2 separate regions of the Rattus norvegicus genome follow, and region 2 is linked to region 1. The links are chromatin contacts, called in public Hi-C maps. All regions are on one chromosome and are shown on one strand. The core of a region is the stretch at or near the end of the contact, and the rest is flanking DNA. Distances in the headings are between cores, read along the strand shown.

Region 1 (5,047 bases), core at 1,944-4,443:
CAGAAACTATATATTTAAAGAGAACCAACTACCGTTCCTCCAAACATAGTCGTCTGTCAATAGCTTATCAGCTAGGGGTGGGGGAATCAAGACTCCCATGTTTTACACTCTGAGCCTTTCATTGTCTTGTTCTTGTTTAGGTTTTCTGCAGGCAACCACTATTATTGAAAATCCATGATAATATCATGTGCAAAAAACATTACTTGGCTTAAGTTCTTTCCAATTTACCATTCTTGGATCCCACCTCTGCTAATGTGACCCCTGAATCTTGTGAGGATTATGATACAGTTGTCTTATCTGTGGATGAACACCCCACTAACAGTTCTGTATACATTGACCAGTTGTGTGTTTCTGTATTGATTTCCCTCGACTGCACAAAGACATGTCTCTGATAAAATCAAAGAGCTCCAACAATCAATGTTATATAGATTAAACATTCAGACAATAGTTTGATACTATTTAGCAAGATGATATTAGTAGATTAACCCTGAAGATTGTGCATTCTGTAACCATAGATTCTTATCTGGATTTATTGTGTTAGGCATGCATTTTGCTCTGTGGAATAGTCCTCATATCTAATCAGAATGAGTTGATTACCAGCCCAAAACGTTTGTGCATGTCCACAGGAATATCTTTCCACACAGGACATCATTCTGCCTCCAATGTTCACAGGTAGAAAACCTGCTGATGACGTTTCTCCTACAGAAGCCCACATAGCACCTTCTGGTACTATGAAAGCCAGAAAGCAGAGAAGAAGTTACCCAGTGAGTACCAACTTTATTTCTCTGTATCCTATGAACAGACTATGTGGTGTTTTTAACACTGGAATCATATCATCAAGTTCTTCTGGTTTGCAACCAAGATCAGTATCAATGACCTGCAATGTTTTGGAAGTCTCTGGAACCTCCAAACCAACAGCTTAGATAAGGTATGGTACACCAGCTTCTGAGATTTTTATTTGGCAATCGGTGTGGTGTATGTGGGAGAAATATTATACTCTGTGTAAGGTAGTATGACTATTCAGTTAAACACACATACACACATATGAGTACACATATGTGTTTATAAATGTATGTGTAAATATTTGTATATCTAGACATACATTTATATATTACCTATCTTTTATATAAGTTTTATATACACGCTACATACATTCTTATGTACATATCTGTATTTTGAGAAATGGCCACCAGGGGGCAGGAAGAACCAACTTATAAAGTCCATGTGTCATTTTATTATTTTTTTTAATCACGCAATTTATGTCTTCAGTTTATTTTTTTTTTCTCTTTTCTTTTTTTCGGAGCTGGGGACCGAACCCAGGGCCTTGCGCTTTCTAGGCAAGCGCTCTACCACTGAGCTAAATCCCCAATCCCTTATTTTTTGATTATAAAGAATCATTACAAAATATTTCCAAAGCTTGGGTGAATTAGCTCCTGTGTAATTTACATTTGTTAAATTTTCCCACTATGTTTTTTCTAGATGTTTTTCAAGAGTGTTTTTTTCTAAAATTGCATCTATTAAAATACATATGCAAAATTAACCTAATGGCATCCAAATATTTCATAAGTATCTGTAGATATTATTGTACCATTTTGCCTTGTTAAATTGCTTGTATAGACCAGAATATGCTGTTAATTGCATGGATGATTGAGCAGATAGAAACATATGTATTCATTATATGTATGCATGTGTGCATTATGTATACGTATGTGTATCTATTCGTCTCCACTTGCCACGAGAACCTGGTAAAAGTTTTCAGTGTGCTAACATAAGCTACCTCATCAAAATCTGAGGTTTCAATAGTTTCATATAAAGTAGCCTTATACGTTTTTCAAGTATTTACATCTGTAGCATTCATGTTTCTCCTAAATTACTACTAAGAAATCTGAGATGCCCATTAACAAAGAAGGCATCCCTAGATCAAACTAAGTTTTTATGAAGTGATCGAAAGGACAGTATTTCTGTAGGTTTATGAACTGAAACTGTAAAGTGTGCCTATGAGTAATAAAAGCCTATCAGAGAGAGCGCTAATAAAATGTGACATCTGAAAGCACATTCTCTTGCAAACGGGTACTTCCGTGTCGATTTGCATAAAGAACACTTTTAGGATCAAAATCTACAAAAAAAAAATGTCTAACCGTTAATGGCTTAACTTTGCCATTCTTTACGAAATACAAAATAAATAAAGAGAACTGGAGGAGATGCAGTTTTCCACATCCACAGAACGTCTGCCACGAGGACACACAAAACGCAAACATATGAACAGATATCTAACGTGGCAAAAGACAAAAAAAAAGGTGGGTTGAATTTGCTGATGCTAATAACAATGTAAAATTGTTGACTTCTGCCAAAGTATTAATAAACAAGTAAAGGGTACAAACTTCCAGCACTATAATATGGTAAGTCCTTAGTTTTTGTGATCGTTTTAATAATGCTAATATTTTCGAAATAGTCATTTACCTTTGCTTTTCTGGGTTGCTTTTCTGGTTCCTTCTAGCTGTTTCAGCTTGTGATTTTAGGATTATTGCCAACTAAATAGGACGTAGAATCATCCGGGGGATGATTTGTCTTATAGGCATTCCTTTGAGGGATTATCTTGAGATTTTTTTTGCAATTATAATTACATTTCTCCCTTTCTCTTCCTCCCTCAAAATCTGCCCCTCTACTCTTTGCTCCCTTTAAAGTTCATTACCTTCTTTATTATTAGGTGTTATTACAGTCCATAATCTTCCAAGGTGTTTAACTTTTGGTCCCGATTTTTTTTTTTAATTTCATAAGACACACCCTAAAAATGATATCCATATCATGTTTCCACTATTAGTAACATGGCAATCTCCTCGAAGTAACACACATCATTGCAAGACTGCAAGACAGCTAATATATTTCAATCGATTTTTTTCCAGTATAGTAGGAACGAGCATTAATCTAAAACATCTAACGTTCAGGAAATAAATATGCACCCCAGCCTGTTTACAGGAAGGACACCGCACAGGACTTGGGCTTTAAGCCGGTTGCTAAGAGACAGAACGCCTAGGATCACAGAGGATTTAGGAGAGAGGAAATGCACAACCAAACACGATTGCTTAGGTCCTCTGAAAATGGACTATGCTACCAGCCAATCATACCACTAACCGACCTCTCCATCAGCCAATTAGAGTGTCAGAACTCCAGCCAATCACGGCATTACCCTGAGCGCCCGGGGCTGCTCGCCGTCACCTCCAGTGCAGGTTGGGGGCTGATCCTCTGAGCGAAGGGGAGCCATGCATCAAATCCCCACAGTGGGCCTGGGCACCTGGAAGGTGAGGAGGCGCTCCGGTGTGGGTCGGGCTAAGGGTCCCGGAGCCCGATGCATACTCGCTCAGGAACCGTCAGGGTGCGGGACTTCTTTTGCCCAGGGTGACTCCTTCCAGACCCGGGCTGTGATCAAGGTCTTGCCTCCAGACTGATTAGAGGAGAGATCGGACTCTCCTGAGAAGCTACTTTTACTAGATCCTAAAACACCTGCTCCCTGCGCGGTTGAAAAGCAGTTAGGCTAATTTTATATAAAGCACCGTGAGCATAACCCAGCCTTGTGTGAGCTAGTGACGGATCCCCAACCTCTAAAATAATCATTTTTGTGCCAAGTGGCACTTACTCATCTTTGCACAGCGAAACCCGGGGTGTATGAAATGGCCACAAGGAAGCGTGCCGCTTGGCGTACTGAAATAAACTAAATAAAAATAATTAAATAATTGCACTCATGTACGTGTAATGTCTACTTCTGGAGTCCGCTTAGTGGCAGTAGAGATCTTGGCTAGTAGATACACTGCCTGTTCCGTAGATTTTGTATGTAGGGAGTGAACATGAAATTGAGTAAGTATGTAGGTACGGAACTAGGCCTACCTAACTCTGGGATAAGTTAGAGGAGGGGGAAAGATGATCAAAATATATTTTTCGATAAAAAGTAAATTTGAAAATTCTGTTTAGTAGGTTTTTAGATAAAGGTTTCTTCAGAAACTTTTGTAAAAATGGTGGGATTTTTTCTTTTTTAAGGCAATTTTGGTGATGTGAGTGCTCTTTGGTGTCGCCTAGCGGAGACTGAGGTGGAAGAAACATCAATAAAATAACAAATAAATAAAAAGGGGGAAAGAAACATCACCCTCCCAATACAATGAAAGCATTTAATTCCTCCACCTGAAGGCACAGGGATCCCTTTCGAAATTTGTGGGAGACAATGGAAAAGCAGTAACAAATATGACAATGACTGGTGATCTTAAATATTGTAGCTGCAGCTTTAAGAAAGAGCAAGGGAGCCATCACATTCAAGGCTGGCTTGGGTTGCACTTTTCATATTTAGTGGAAATATCTATGTGCCTCACATATGTGCCATACAGGTATCGCACGAGTCCCTCGTGTGTGAGTAGATGCTTGTTTTAGGTTTCCAACTGATTCACGCATCCCTGAGTGTTAGAGCTCAGATGGCTTCATGCCCCAGCTGCTCTCACCCCTTCTGTAACCATTCAAGAAACACAGCACACAGCTCAGCCCTCTGCAAGAGCTGAAAAGCACGTGTGGTCTTCTCCCCAAATGAGTAAAGAAGAATATTAATCACATTCTTACTCCCTACCTTTAAGTCCAACTGATGTTCCTACTGCTTTACCAATTTGAATATTTATTTATTGTTTGACTATATATTTTCCGAGGGAGAAAAGGAATTAGGTTCCCCTGATGATAGATTTTCCTTTTTTTTTTCTTTTCTTTTCTTTTCTTGAATATTTTCTTTATTTACTTTTCAAATGTTATCCTCTTTCCAGTGTTCCGCTCCAGATACCCCCTATCCCATCACCCCTACCCCTGCCTCTATGAGAGTGTTCCCCCACCCACCCACCACTTACTCCCTCCTGCCTTCCCACCCTGGCATTCCCCTACACTGGGGCATCTAGCCTGCACAGGACCAAGGGCCTCTCCCCGCAGTGATGCCCGGCAAGGCCATCCTTTGCTACATATGCAGCTGGAGCCATGGGTCTTTCCATGTGTTTTCTTTGGTTGATGGTTTAGTCCCTGGGAA
Region 2 (5,471 bases), core at 1,841-4,340, 250 kb after region 1:
TGGATCTTACAAATATGCTGCACAGCAGAAACTAGGCACAAATGAAATATAACTGATACTTTTAATGGTTCTTTAAAATACCATAGTTTATTTATTAATGTTCATTAGTTTTTCACTTTACACACTGATTGAAACCTGCACCCTTCTCCCAGTCTACCCACATGTAGCCACTTCATGTGTCCTCTTCCACTGAGGCCAGACTAGGTGGCCCAGTTAGGGGAACAGGATGCACAGGCAAGCAACAGTTAGGGACAGCCCCTGGTACAGTTGTTGGGGAACCTGCATGAAGACCAAGTTGCACATCTGCTATGTGGTGGGTGGTGGGAACAAGTTCCCAGGCAGGCTTGCTCTTTGACCGGTAGTTCAGTCTCTGAGATTCCCCAGTGTTAAGGTTAGTTGACTCTTTTGGTCTTCTTATGTAGTTTCTATCCTCGCTGGGTCTCTCAATCCTCCCTTCAACTCTTCCAGAAGACACCCTGAGCTCCAAGATGGACGGAGCCTCTCAGAGGACAGCCATACTAGGCTCATATCTGCAAGCATAACAGAGTATATTATACAGTGTCAGGGATTGGTGCTTGCCGATGAGATGGGTCTCAAGCTAGTCCAGTCATTGCTTGGCTAGTCCCTCGGTCTCTGCTCCATCTCTGTTCCTGCATGTTTCGTAGGCAAGACAAATTTTGGGTTGACGTTTTTTAGGTGGGTATTTTTATGTGAATTTTTATGTGAATAGATACTTTGCCTCCTGTGTCTGTCAACCACATGCATGTAGTGCTCATGAAGGCCAGAAGAGGGCAATAGGTCCCTGTATAAAAGAACTTTGTAAGCCACCAAGAAGTTTCTGGAAACAAAGTTGGTCCACTGGAAAAGAATATGATGTTCTTAAGAGTCAAGCAATCTCTTTTGTCCTTATGTACTTCTTAGTAAACACCTTCTTCAGATTCCAAATTGATAGACATTAATTCTAGAATATTGGATAGCCTACAGAAAAGTTATTAATAACAGTAATTGTTTCTTTGAAAAATGTTTTATAAATTTCAGGCTGCCTTGTATGTAATGCACATGAGATGGCAACTTGATATTAAAAATTATCATGTATTCTAGCCCCATATGTGTTGTTTTAGTGGAAATCTATGCATTCTAGGTTTAATTGAATAAAAAACCTTTAACATCAATACTTTCTTTATATTTATTCTCCCACTCTAAATTTCATAGTAATTTGATTATTTTCAAGTTCGCTCTTTTGTAATTAATTGTAGGATGAGGACATAAATTATAAAATATTGATCTACCATTTAACATCTTATCATAGTTATCTAAAATCAGGGACTGGAGAAATGGCCCAGTGGTTAAAAGCAAAGTCCTGGGACCAATGTTTGTATCCCAGCACCCACATAAAAAGCTAGGTTTCACATGAATACTGGTTATTACATCATCAAGTAATTAAACACGTTCTTCTGGTATACCCAGCATATATAAACACAAGTATTTAATATTTGAAGCAAATATTTTAAATTGGTCTAAGAAATGAATGCAATAGTAATGTTTAAGCCGTGTTTCATTTTGTAGGAAAAAAATTCAGTAGCTGCCAACTGTTTATGAACCAGTAAGCACTATTCTGTGCTGTCCCCTTTACTATGTCTTTCAGGATTACACTTCTGAAAATGACAATAGAAAAATTCAGGAAAAAAATTGCAGGGAGAAGAATAAGGATTTCAAATTTAATTGTTGATCTCTTTTTTATTTTTATAAAATTCTGAGAAGACTAAATTTACTTCATGAGGTATTGTTTCCTGTAATTAATTTATTTATTCACTTCACATTTTGATTGCTGTCCCTGCACCCTAATCCACATAACCCCACGCCAATCCTTCACAAAGTCCCTTTTCCCTCCTCTTCTCTTCTGAGAGGGTGAAGGTACCCTGGTATCCCCCAACCCTGGCACATCAAGTTTATACAAGGCTAGGTGCATGCTCTCCCACTGAGGCTAGACAAGGTAACAGTTACAGGGACAGATTCCACAGAAAGGTCACAACTTTAGGGGCATTCGTCGTGTTCCAGTTATTGGGGGAACCACATGAAGATTGAGTTGCACCTACTACATATGTAGGGGGGAGGGGCTAGGTCCAGCCAGAGTATGCTCTTTGGTTGGTAGTTCAGTCTCTGAAATCCCCAAGGGTCCGGGTTTGTTAGTTTTCTTGGTCTTAATATAGAGTTTTTATTCCCTCCAGGATGCTTAGTCCTCCCTTCCAACTCTTTCACAAGAGTACCTGAGCTCCATACAATGCTTGGCAGTGGGTCTCTGAATCTGTCTCACTCACATGCTGGGGTAAGCCTCAAAGACATCAGTTATGGTGGCTTCCTGTCTGCAAGTGTAACAAATTATCTTTAACAGTGTCATAGATTAATGCTTGCCCCTGGGATAGCTCTCAAGTTGTGCTGGATATTCCTTGGCCATTCCCTCAGTCTTAGTTCCACCTTTGTCCCTGCATTTCTTGCAGACTGGACAAATTTTGGGTTGAAATATATGTGGGTGGTTTATGTCCCTGTCACTTTAAGTGCTCAGTGTGGCTTCTCTGTTCTTTATGTTTATATAGCATGCAGTAGCTCATTATTTTCAGTGATTCATGATTATGTAGAGGCTTCATCATGGCCAAATGAAAATAAGTGTATTCAGTATTAAAATTATTCATCCAATCTCTTCTCTAATAATATATAGTATATGAGATAAAAAGGAGAAAAACTGCAGAAAACAAAGGCTTTATCATTATATAGTACGTTATTTTAAGTTAATCCTTCATATGAGAATGAGTAACTTTTTACATGTGGAATACTGCTTTAAATTTCTGACTCCTCCTTTCTGTTGGCTGTCCATTAGACAGACAATCGTAGTATTCAAACAGTTGGCACACAACAGTACTGTTAACCATTAGCCAGACAGTAGCACTGATTAATCATTAGCTAGGGAATAAAGATGGTTAAACATTAGCCAGTGAGAAGGCATGGCTAACTTCCAGAAAGGGAGTGTCACTTGTTAAGCATTAGACAGGAAGTTGATATATGACGTTTATCCACTTCCCCTTCAGGGCACCAGAAGACTTAGGACGTGCTTAGCCAGGGGAGGGAGAGACAATGAGCTCCAAACAGCACTGTGTCAAACTAAATGATGGCCACTTCATTCCTGCCCTGGGCTTTGGCACCTATAAACCCAAGGAGGTAAGAATACAGGCCTCTCAGTATCTCCAGGTTAAAGCTAAGCCATTTACAAGAGAGCAGATACTTAGATTTGCTCTGCATCAGGGTCCAGTTGTGTCCCGACTTGTTGATTATTCTTGTTAAATAGAGCTTACAGCAAGAGCTGCGATTGGTGGCTGTGGGTAGGAGACTGAGCTGGCTCCCTAGGTAGGGTGCATCAGGATTCAGGCAGAAGAACAGGATCTATATTCATGCCTGCTCTTCTCTAAGGAAAGATCCCTGCTCCTGGTGAGTCAGTAGGGAGACTAGCTTAATGGGCAACAAAGGGAAGGCCAAACTCTTAAAACATTTTCTCTGATGGTGCGTTCTAGTTCAGCATATAGTGGAGGTACAGGGTACATGCCTCAGTGGCATTGGGACATTAGCTCTAATTCAGTCAGCAACTTCAGGGACACGGAGAAAGTTTGTTTACCGTCCCTGCTATTTTGGCTGTGAGTGGGGAATCTGGGTTTCTCACGATGTGGCTGTGTTCTTTTCCTTGGATTTACTTGTCTGGCTTAGGCCTGCCTGTGAGTTTACTGTTCTCATTTGGGACCTGCCATCTGTAAGAGTGAACTTGGCTGTGAGCTCTGGGCTTAAAGGGACAGACCCGTGACCTAGCAATTCCAGACACTATGCTTTTCCTATGGCCATGTTTCACAGCTTCATAGAGAAGAAAGTCACCAGATTGCCTATCAGCATTCTTGGCTGCAGTATCAGAGGGGAGTCTCTGTGTCCACAACCTATGACACCGTTTTTCATTGCAAAAAGGCAAGATGCAGGGAAAGGAACATCATAACTCTGGGTGGCATCCTGTAGATCAGTGGTTCTCAAGTGTGGGTTGCAAACCCTTTGGACTTTCACAGAATTTGCCTATAAGATATCCTCGTTATCAGATATTTACCTTATATTACATAATAGTAGCACAATTACAGTCATGAAGTAGAAACAAAATTATTGTATGGCCAGCGATCACCGTGAAATGAGGACTGTATTATAGGGTCTTAGCATTGGAAATTGGGAACCTCTTCTGTAGAGTAATGCATGAAGCAAATATTTGAGAAATACTTCGGTTTGTTTCAGTGTAGCCATCAGCATCTCACAGTGCAGGTTCTACCAGAACTAAGTGAGGTCTGCCATGTCTAACTCTCAACTGTGGAATACTTATTGGTATTTATAATGCATCATTTTGATGGGGAGAAGGAGGACCCAGTAAAGATAATTATGAATTATTTGTATTCATTAGTGTATGTTGGATTTAGAGCCTGGTTGTCCTCAGTACGAAAAACATCATGATGGAATGTTTGCTAACCTGGAAGGACCTTCTTACTTTCTAGTCCTCATAAGACCATTTTATTGTGTGCTAAAGGACTTTCCCCTTGACTTCAAATTTATCCATCTCCTTCCTGTTTGACTCCAGAGTAATCTGGAGATATGAATAGGATTTGTTAATTTTGCAAAGTTGTAAAAAAAAAAAAAACAGGTCAAGGCCACTACTGGAGCCTCAGGTTGATCACTCACAGGATGGCCTTATTCTTGGATAAGTCCAGGCCGCTTTCCAGAACTGGTGGTAGAAACCAGAATTTTAGTCACTGTTTTTATTGTGAAAAGATAACTGTAGAGATTCTTTAAAAGATCACAAAAGTTACCTTGATTGACTTTTCAAACCCCTGTAAGCATTGTATGATTGTACATGCATTTGTGTGCTTATAAACAACGTATGAGGAGCTTGACATCAAAGCGATCCTCCACTGCTCTCACTTTTGTTTCTTCCTTCTTTTTATTGGATAAAATTTTTATTTATTTGCATTTCAATTGTTATCACCTTTCCTGGTTTCCCATCCATAATCCCCCTTTACCATCCCCCCTTCTTCCATGTGCGTACTATTCCACCCATCTACCCACCCCTACCTGCCTCCCCACCCTGACATTCCCCTACACTGGGGGTTCCAGCTTTGGCAGGACCAAGGGCCTCCCATTGGTGCCCAACAAGGCCATCCTCTGCTACATATGCAGCTGGAGCCATGGGTCTGTCCATGTGTACTCTTGGGTAGTGGTTTAGTCCCTGAGAGCTCTGGTTGTCTGAACGGATGTGCAAGCCCATAAAAAAAGAAAAAGAATACCGACCAACATTGCTCTCGCTTTATTCTTGTGAGGTCGGGTCTCTCACTGAGTGTGTAAATCAGTGAGTCAGCTCTCCTGGCAGGCCAGTGAGCTCCAGGGCTCACCCTGATGCTTCC

Evidence for each region. Hi-C and Micro-C count contacts between places; a contact is called where the count stands out from the background.
Region 2: a Hi-C map of liver shows a contact between it and region 1, with 7 times the contacts expected there. The contact joins the promoter of Akr1c13 here to the promoter of Akr1e2 in region 1. A contact is called at or near these places in 7 of 12 Hi-C or Micro-C datasets (the A7r5 cell line, Schwann cells, frontal cortex and 3 more).

The regions. Positions count from the first base shown.
Region 1 is chr17:70,642,689-70,647,735 of GRCr8, forward strand. It overlaps Akr1e2 (aldo-keto reductase family 1, member E2), which reads left to right and starts at 3,194. Exons shown (of 10, transcript NM_001008342.1): 1 at 3,194-3,299. The coding sequence starts at 3,261.
Region 2 is chr17:70,891,546-70,897,016 of GRCr8, forward strand. It overlaps Akr1c13 (aldo-keto reductase family 1, member C13), which reads left to right and starts at 3,091. Exons shown (of 9, transcript NM_001170342.1): 1 at 3,091-3,213. The coding sequence starts at 3,130. It overlaps LOC134482872 (a long non-coding RNA gene), which reads right to left. Exons shown (of 6, transcript XR_010059522.1): 6 at 73-530.